2 separate regions of the Danio rerio genome follow, and region 2 is linked to region 1. Evidence: chromatin contacts called from public Micro-C data. All regions are on one chromosome and are shown on one strand. Each heading gives the region's core, a stretch centred on a gene start, on an enhancer-like site or on the middle of the called end of the contact. The rest is flanking DNA. Distances are from core to core; before and after follow the strand shown.

Region 1 (3,245 bases), core at 662-3,161:
ACCCAACTCTATCTATTAATAAATCCATCCATCTATTGATTTTTCTCTATTAATAAATCCATCCATCCATCTATCTATATTCATTTATTTTCTTTTTGGCTTAGTCTCTTTATTCATCAGGGGTTGCCACAGCGGAATGAACCACCAACTTATCCAGCATATATTTTACGCAGCGGATACCCTTCCAGGTTCAATCCATCACAGGGAAACATCCATACACATTCATTCGCACACACTATGGACAATTTAGCTTACCCTTGTCTTTGGACTAGAGGGGAACACCAGAACACCTGAAGGAACCCACGCAAACGTGAGGAGAACATGCAAACTCCGCACAGAAATGCAAACTGACCCAGCTCGAACCAGTGATCTTTTTGCTGTGAGGTGATCATGCTACCTACTGCGCCACGGTGACGCCTTTCCATCTTTTTTCTTAATAAGTCCATCTATCTATTCATCCATCAATAAATCCAACACCCATCTATCTAACTCCTTAATAAATACATCCATCTAGCTACACTCATAGTCAGAGAAGCTGTTATGTGTGATTATTTGAGGTTTTTCATTAATCGGCTGTGCAGCCCATATAGCAGGGATTTTCATTTTAATGAATTGTTTCAATCCCTCTCACGTGAAAATGTCATCAGCTTTGGCTTAAAGGGGTTTTGTCCCAGTGTATTGCTCTTTTATTGTTCACCTGTGATGTGCAAATTGTGGCCTGACTAAAGCTTTAGACTGTGTTCGAATCAGAAAACAAGCTCATCTAAATGTTTATTGTCCTGTCAGTTTTCAGAGACAATTTCTGTCTGTTGTTCTGGTGTACAATTCAAATGCTGGTAAATTAATAAGCTGAAGTGAAGTACATATTAATGAGCAGATATAGGAGTGGCAATGTGGTGGCGCAGTGGGTAGTGTGTATATATATATATATATATATATATATATATATATATATATATATATATATATATATATGTGTGTGTGTGTGTGTGTGTGTGTGTGTGTTCATATTTACTACAATTGCCAATAAAATAAATATAGCCTACCTAAAAGAGTGAACTAAAAATGTGGAGTGGCAGATAAGGGGTTAAATGAGAAAATTAAATGTTGTGTATTCCAATATGATATAGTGTTTAAGAAAATTAGCATTACCTGTACTAACATCTCCTAAATCAGCATCTTTGCCTTTTTGCGTTACTGTATTGGCATCTTCTGTTTTGTGAGCTCGAAACAACGATGAGGTGATTAGGCTTTGTTGTGGGGCTTGAGCATACACTACCGAATTACCAGATCAACCCAGAGGTGTTTCCCATTGCAGAGGACTGTCTTCACACATCAGATCAGAGACAAGCTGCATCCCTCCAACATGTGAAAACAGAAAAAAAAACAAGAACGACCAATTATAATAAATAGTAAATCACAACGAGTCGGTACAGCAGTCCGGAAGTAGTCAAAATCGAACATATTTTATTTGTAAATTGTGTACGTTTAATAAAATGTCTGTTTAAGTTTTTATTGTTTACTTTTTAGCAAAAAAAAAAAACAAAAGACTGCTCATGTTGAGCATGAGAACATCACATGCTAACTGTTGTTTTTCTCAGCGCTCATCTAGATGGACCAATCACGTTCTTATGTGGTTATTAAATGAGTGCGATGGAAAATAGTATATTAAATATGTCTTTTTCAGCTTTGAGTCAGCTTAAATTGTTATATTAAACCGATTACACTCTCACATCCACATATATTTTTAATAAATCGAAAATCGTCCTGGAATTGTCATGTATTTCAGTGTAGAATTAATCTTTTTGAGCCTCCTCGCGCCCCCTAGAGGAAATAAATTGCTAAAACAGTCGCCGGTTAGTAAAGGAGATTCTCCGTATATACCACTTTTACGTGGGTCAGTGCAAATCAAACGGACGGAGGGCGGGGGAACCGTCACCGATGAGGGACATCTGATCGGTTTGCTTGATGGTGCCGCCGCAGATTCCATTACAGGTACCGTTATTATAACCTTGAAACGTTTTTTTCGCAATTACGTTGCATATCAGTCGGATGCGTCATGCTTTATTTTACCTTCATAACGCGTGATTTACAGATCAGCCTGTCTATGCTGTGATATAAATACATGGATGCTCTTTCTGGTGTTATGATGAATAAAGGATGATTTATGTTCTGTTGTTTTCATATTAGCATACAATCATTTTTGGCAAGTCACGTCGCATGTTTCAGGTTTCCAAGCATGTTAGTGTTGAAGAAGGATGCCGAATTTGATTCTTGACAGGAATAGTTTTATAATTTTTTAATGAGTTTTAATTTGGAGACACTTCATCATGGATCAACCTGTGGATCGAACATTTAGGCTAACTACTTTATAATGAAGATACGCAAATGATAATTTAAAAACTATTGAACTGAATTACACATTTGGTTTGTATGCCGAACAGGCACATTTCCCAGTCAGATGTCATACAGTAATTCATCCAGATGTTTAACTTGGCAGTTTTTTTTAGTTATCATTGTTCCTACAAACACGTTGATTTAATCAGCAAGGTAAGCTGTTGCTTAGGGCCCAAGAAAATCTGAGGGCCCCCACATAAATACCTAGAAGTATAAATTATACCAATAAAATTCATCATTTTCTATCATATTTTGTATGATGAGGATCTAAATAGGCTAACGTTATATACAAGTTTAACGTTCATTACACCTGCGCAAATGTGTTTCCAGCCTCACCCACGGAGGAATTCAGCTGTCAAATCAGGTAAAGATTTAGTTTTAAAAACGTAATAGTTAATATATCATTTTTAACTGTTCATTTTAATACAAATAACGTTTTACAAGATGCTTTACATGTTGTTACATTAAGATGCAAAATAATGTAGAAAAAGAGATTGAGTGATTAAAAAAAAAACAGCAAAATAAATCAATTAAAAATAAATTAAAGTACAAAATGTGCATTTTAGGCCCCACGGCCAGAATTGCTTAGGGTTCACAAATTACTAAATCCACCCTTGCCCACACATAATGACTTGACTACAAAATAATAAAAAATAAAACAGCAAAAAAAAATTTGCAGCTTATATTTTAAGTAATAGTATTTTTTGTTTTGCTTATAATTTGCTTATAATTTATTAAAATTATATATATGAATAATTTGTATTGTAATATTTATGTATTATAATCTATTCGTATTCAATTAACATTTTCTACTTAATTTTACTTTCAATAGTTTCAAATGCTTTGGT
Region 2 (3,111 bases), core at 53-2,552, 190 kb before region 1:
ACACTGGGAACACCCACACACTCTCACATTCTCACACATACACTATGGCAAATTTAGCTTATTCAATTCACCTCTAGCGCATGTCATTGGATTGTTGGGGAACCCGGAGAAAACCCACACCAACACGGGGAGAACATGCAAATTCCACTCAGAAATGCCAACTCTCTCAGCCGGGGCTCGAACCAGCAACCTTCTTGCTGTGAGGCGACCGTGCTTTAAAATAAATTAGGAAATTACCTATAGAAACTTTAACTTTCAGCCCAAGGCTCTCAATATTTGATTTTTGGCCCTTCATAAGTAAAAGTTTGGGCACCCCTGTGATAGAATAACCAATGTTTTCATTTATTGTGCTTAATTATAAATTACATCATTCAAAATTCTAACAATCCAGAAAGTATTCATAGTGCATCACGTCCACACATATGGACAACACAATATCTATATCAAGTCATTTTAGCATGTCAAAGTCACATTTATTATAATAAAATATATTCCAAGCAAAAAAATTGTGGCTAGTGAAAATGGCAAGTGGCTAGTAATGTTGGAAATCTACTAGCAGCCACAGTGGCTAGTGATCAACAAAGTTAATGTTAAGCCCTGCTTCTTTACATGTGATTTTTCAGCTTTTTTTATTTTTAATAAATTTGCAACAGTTTTAAAAACTCCTTTTTCACATTGTCATTATGGGGTATTGTGTCTAAAATGTTGAGGAAATAAATTAATTTAATCCATTTTGGATTAAAGCTGTAACATAAACAAATGTGGAAAAAGTGAAGCGCTATGAATACCTTCTTGAGGCACTGTACATCATACATCAGTAAAGAATAATGTTAATATACAGCAATAAAAACACAACATCCACATCTAATCCAGACAAACGGCTCATATTCAATAATACGCTGGTGGTCTGCAGTGCTGGTGGTACAGTGAGTTCTTCAGGCACATAACTCGAGAGCACCTCATAAATCACGCACAACCTCCACACATACCTTCATTCCTGCTTTGATCAAGTGCAAGTGCTCATAGCTCTTTATGTGTGGATTCGAATAAAACACACACCTCCCGATACCCTCATGCCATGTCCGAAGGTTTCCGCTCTCCGCTGGCACATGCTCCAGAGTGTTAGTTAAAGATTTTACAACATAAACAAAGCCTTGGCCCAGGAATCCAGAACTCTCGCTCTGCAAAGCAAAGTTCACCCATGCTGAAGCATCTGTTGCCACTCACCAAATATAATCAAGCCTATAAATAGAGCCACTGTTTTTCAGACCCCCGAAGAAATGATCAGCCCTGCAGAAAACAGACACAGAGCGAGAGCAACAGGCGAAAGGAGGACCAGGATACTGTGCAGGGCGATAGGAACCCAAGCATTGCTCATGTCCTGCAGAAGGAGACGAAGAAGACTTTTATTGCTCTTCCAGCTTCTGTAGACGTCTGAATAATGTGTCTCCCTTGCAAGGTGCGTGATAGCTGGGGATCTGGGGGAGGCAATAAGACACCTGCTGGATTCAGTAATGTTATATTCAATCAGATGATCAGTGAACAAGATGGATAAGTACATTTTCTCTCATGTATTTTGAATGGTTTTTAAAGAAATTGAGTATATTTCTGGTTTATTTAACTACAGTTTAGTGTGCAATAGTCTTAGGCCGCCAGGTACATTTGTTGTTTTAGTGGGGCTATAATGACAACCCATTATATATTAATTCTTATTTTCTTTATTAAAATACAACCAGAAAATACAGGTTCTAGTTTTTATTCCTGGGTATAATTGTTTGACATATGAAAAAAAGAGTTAGAGAAAGATGAAAGAATGAATGAACTATACTGGAGTTTCTGTCTTGGTTTGATCTGCATTTCTGCAATTCTGTTGTCAGTATCGCCTGAATTGATGGGGTTGTGAATGCTGAGAGGTACAGACAGGTTTTAATTCGTCATGCAATTCCTACTAGAAGACATCTAATGTGTAATAGTTTTATATTTCGGCATGATGATCCCAAACACACTGCCAAAGTAATGACTTTATATTTGAAGAGATAAACAGCTAAAGAAACAAAGACAGTCACGAAATGGCCCCGACAGTGTCCAGACCTGAATATTATATAGGCAGTGTGAGATTCATCTGGAGAGAAAAGAAAGATAAAACAGGCTAAATCTAAGATGAAGAGTTAAGAATGCTGAAAAATGCTTGATATTAAGCAGAACATAACTTCAGAAAAGGCTCAACAAAAAAAGTTCTCAAGAGGTCACGTTAAACAGTCTTTTGATGAGAGTCTTTGGATTTTTATTATCGAGTTCAATGGCAAATACATCTAAGTGCCATGATTCATTCATTTTCTTTTCGGCTTAGTCCCTTTATTAATCAGGGGTCACCTCAGCGGAATGAACCGTCAACTTATCCAGCATATGTTTTATGCAGCGGAACCCCTTCCTGTTGCAACACATCACTGGGAAACACCCATACACCCTCAATCACACACATACACTACGGACAATTTAGCTTATCCAACTCACCTATAGTGCATATCTTTGGATTTGTGGGTATGAAGGAAATGCACGCAACAATGCTGTAAGGCGACAGCGCTACCCCATTGCCAAGTGCCTTGATATTTTATGTAATATATCAAATATTTCCTTGTTTTTTTAATTTTATTTATTTATTTATTTATTTTTTACATTTATTCATGATAGTTATTTGTGGTGGTATCAAACTTACTCATGTAGCAAAGAATTGCGGCAAAGATTTGTCATAAAACTGGCACAGCAGGCTTTTGTTTGGCTCTGGGATACAGTGGCCCGGGTTTCGCAGAGGTAACAACGTCTTTAGGGCAGCACACAAGACTTGGGCAAGATATCAAATGTAGTATTTGGCCCAGATGTCACAAATTGATATGTGGGCCACATAAGTTTGGCCTATGTTGAAAAAATACATTTAATATATTTTTGAGTAAAGAAAAAATTTTAGCAATTTGGTCGCTTCGAGAGGAATTTTAATTTTAAATAAATTTCATTGCAGTCGTGACACACCAACATCAGTTATGGCAGATAACTCTGATCTCACAAGGAAACGTAAGTACGTAAATTTTTTTCAGTTTAGTGGCTATTTCGTAC

The links. A called contact is a pair of places that touch in the nucleus more often than the background predicts.
Region 2: a contact with region 1 is called in a Micro-C map of caudal fin, with 5 times the contacts expected there. The contact joins the promoter of rsu1 here to the promoter of steap2 in region 1. A contact is called at or near these places in 4 of 18 Hi-C or Micro-C datasets (caudal fin, embryo, hematopoietic stem cells and 1 more) and 2 of 4 datasets of contacts at active chromatin or transcription factors (caudal fin and embryo).

The regions. Positions count from the first base shown.
Region 1 is chr24:35,999,900-36,003,144 of GRCz12tu, reverse strand. steap2 (STEAP family member 2, metalloreductase) reads left to right here and starts at 1,911. Exons shown (of 4, transcript XM_073940973.1): 1 at 1,911-1,995. LOC100535932 reads right to left here. Exons shown (of 8, transcript XM_003201325.7): 2 at 1,288-1,351. The coding sequence starts at 1,313.
Region 2 is chr24:36,185,168-36,188,278 of GRCz12tu, reverse strand. It overlaps rsu1 (Ras suppressor protein 1), which reads left to right and starts at 1,302. Exons shown (of 9, transcript XM_021470373.3): 1 at 1,302-1,459. The coding sequence starts at 1,442.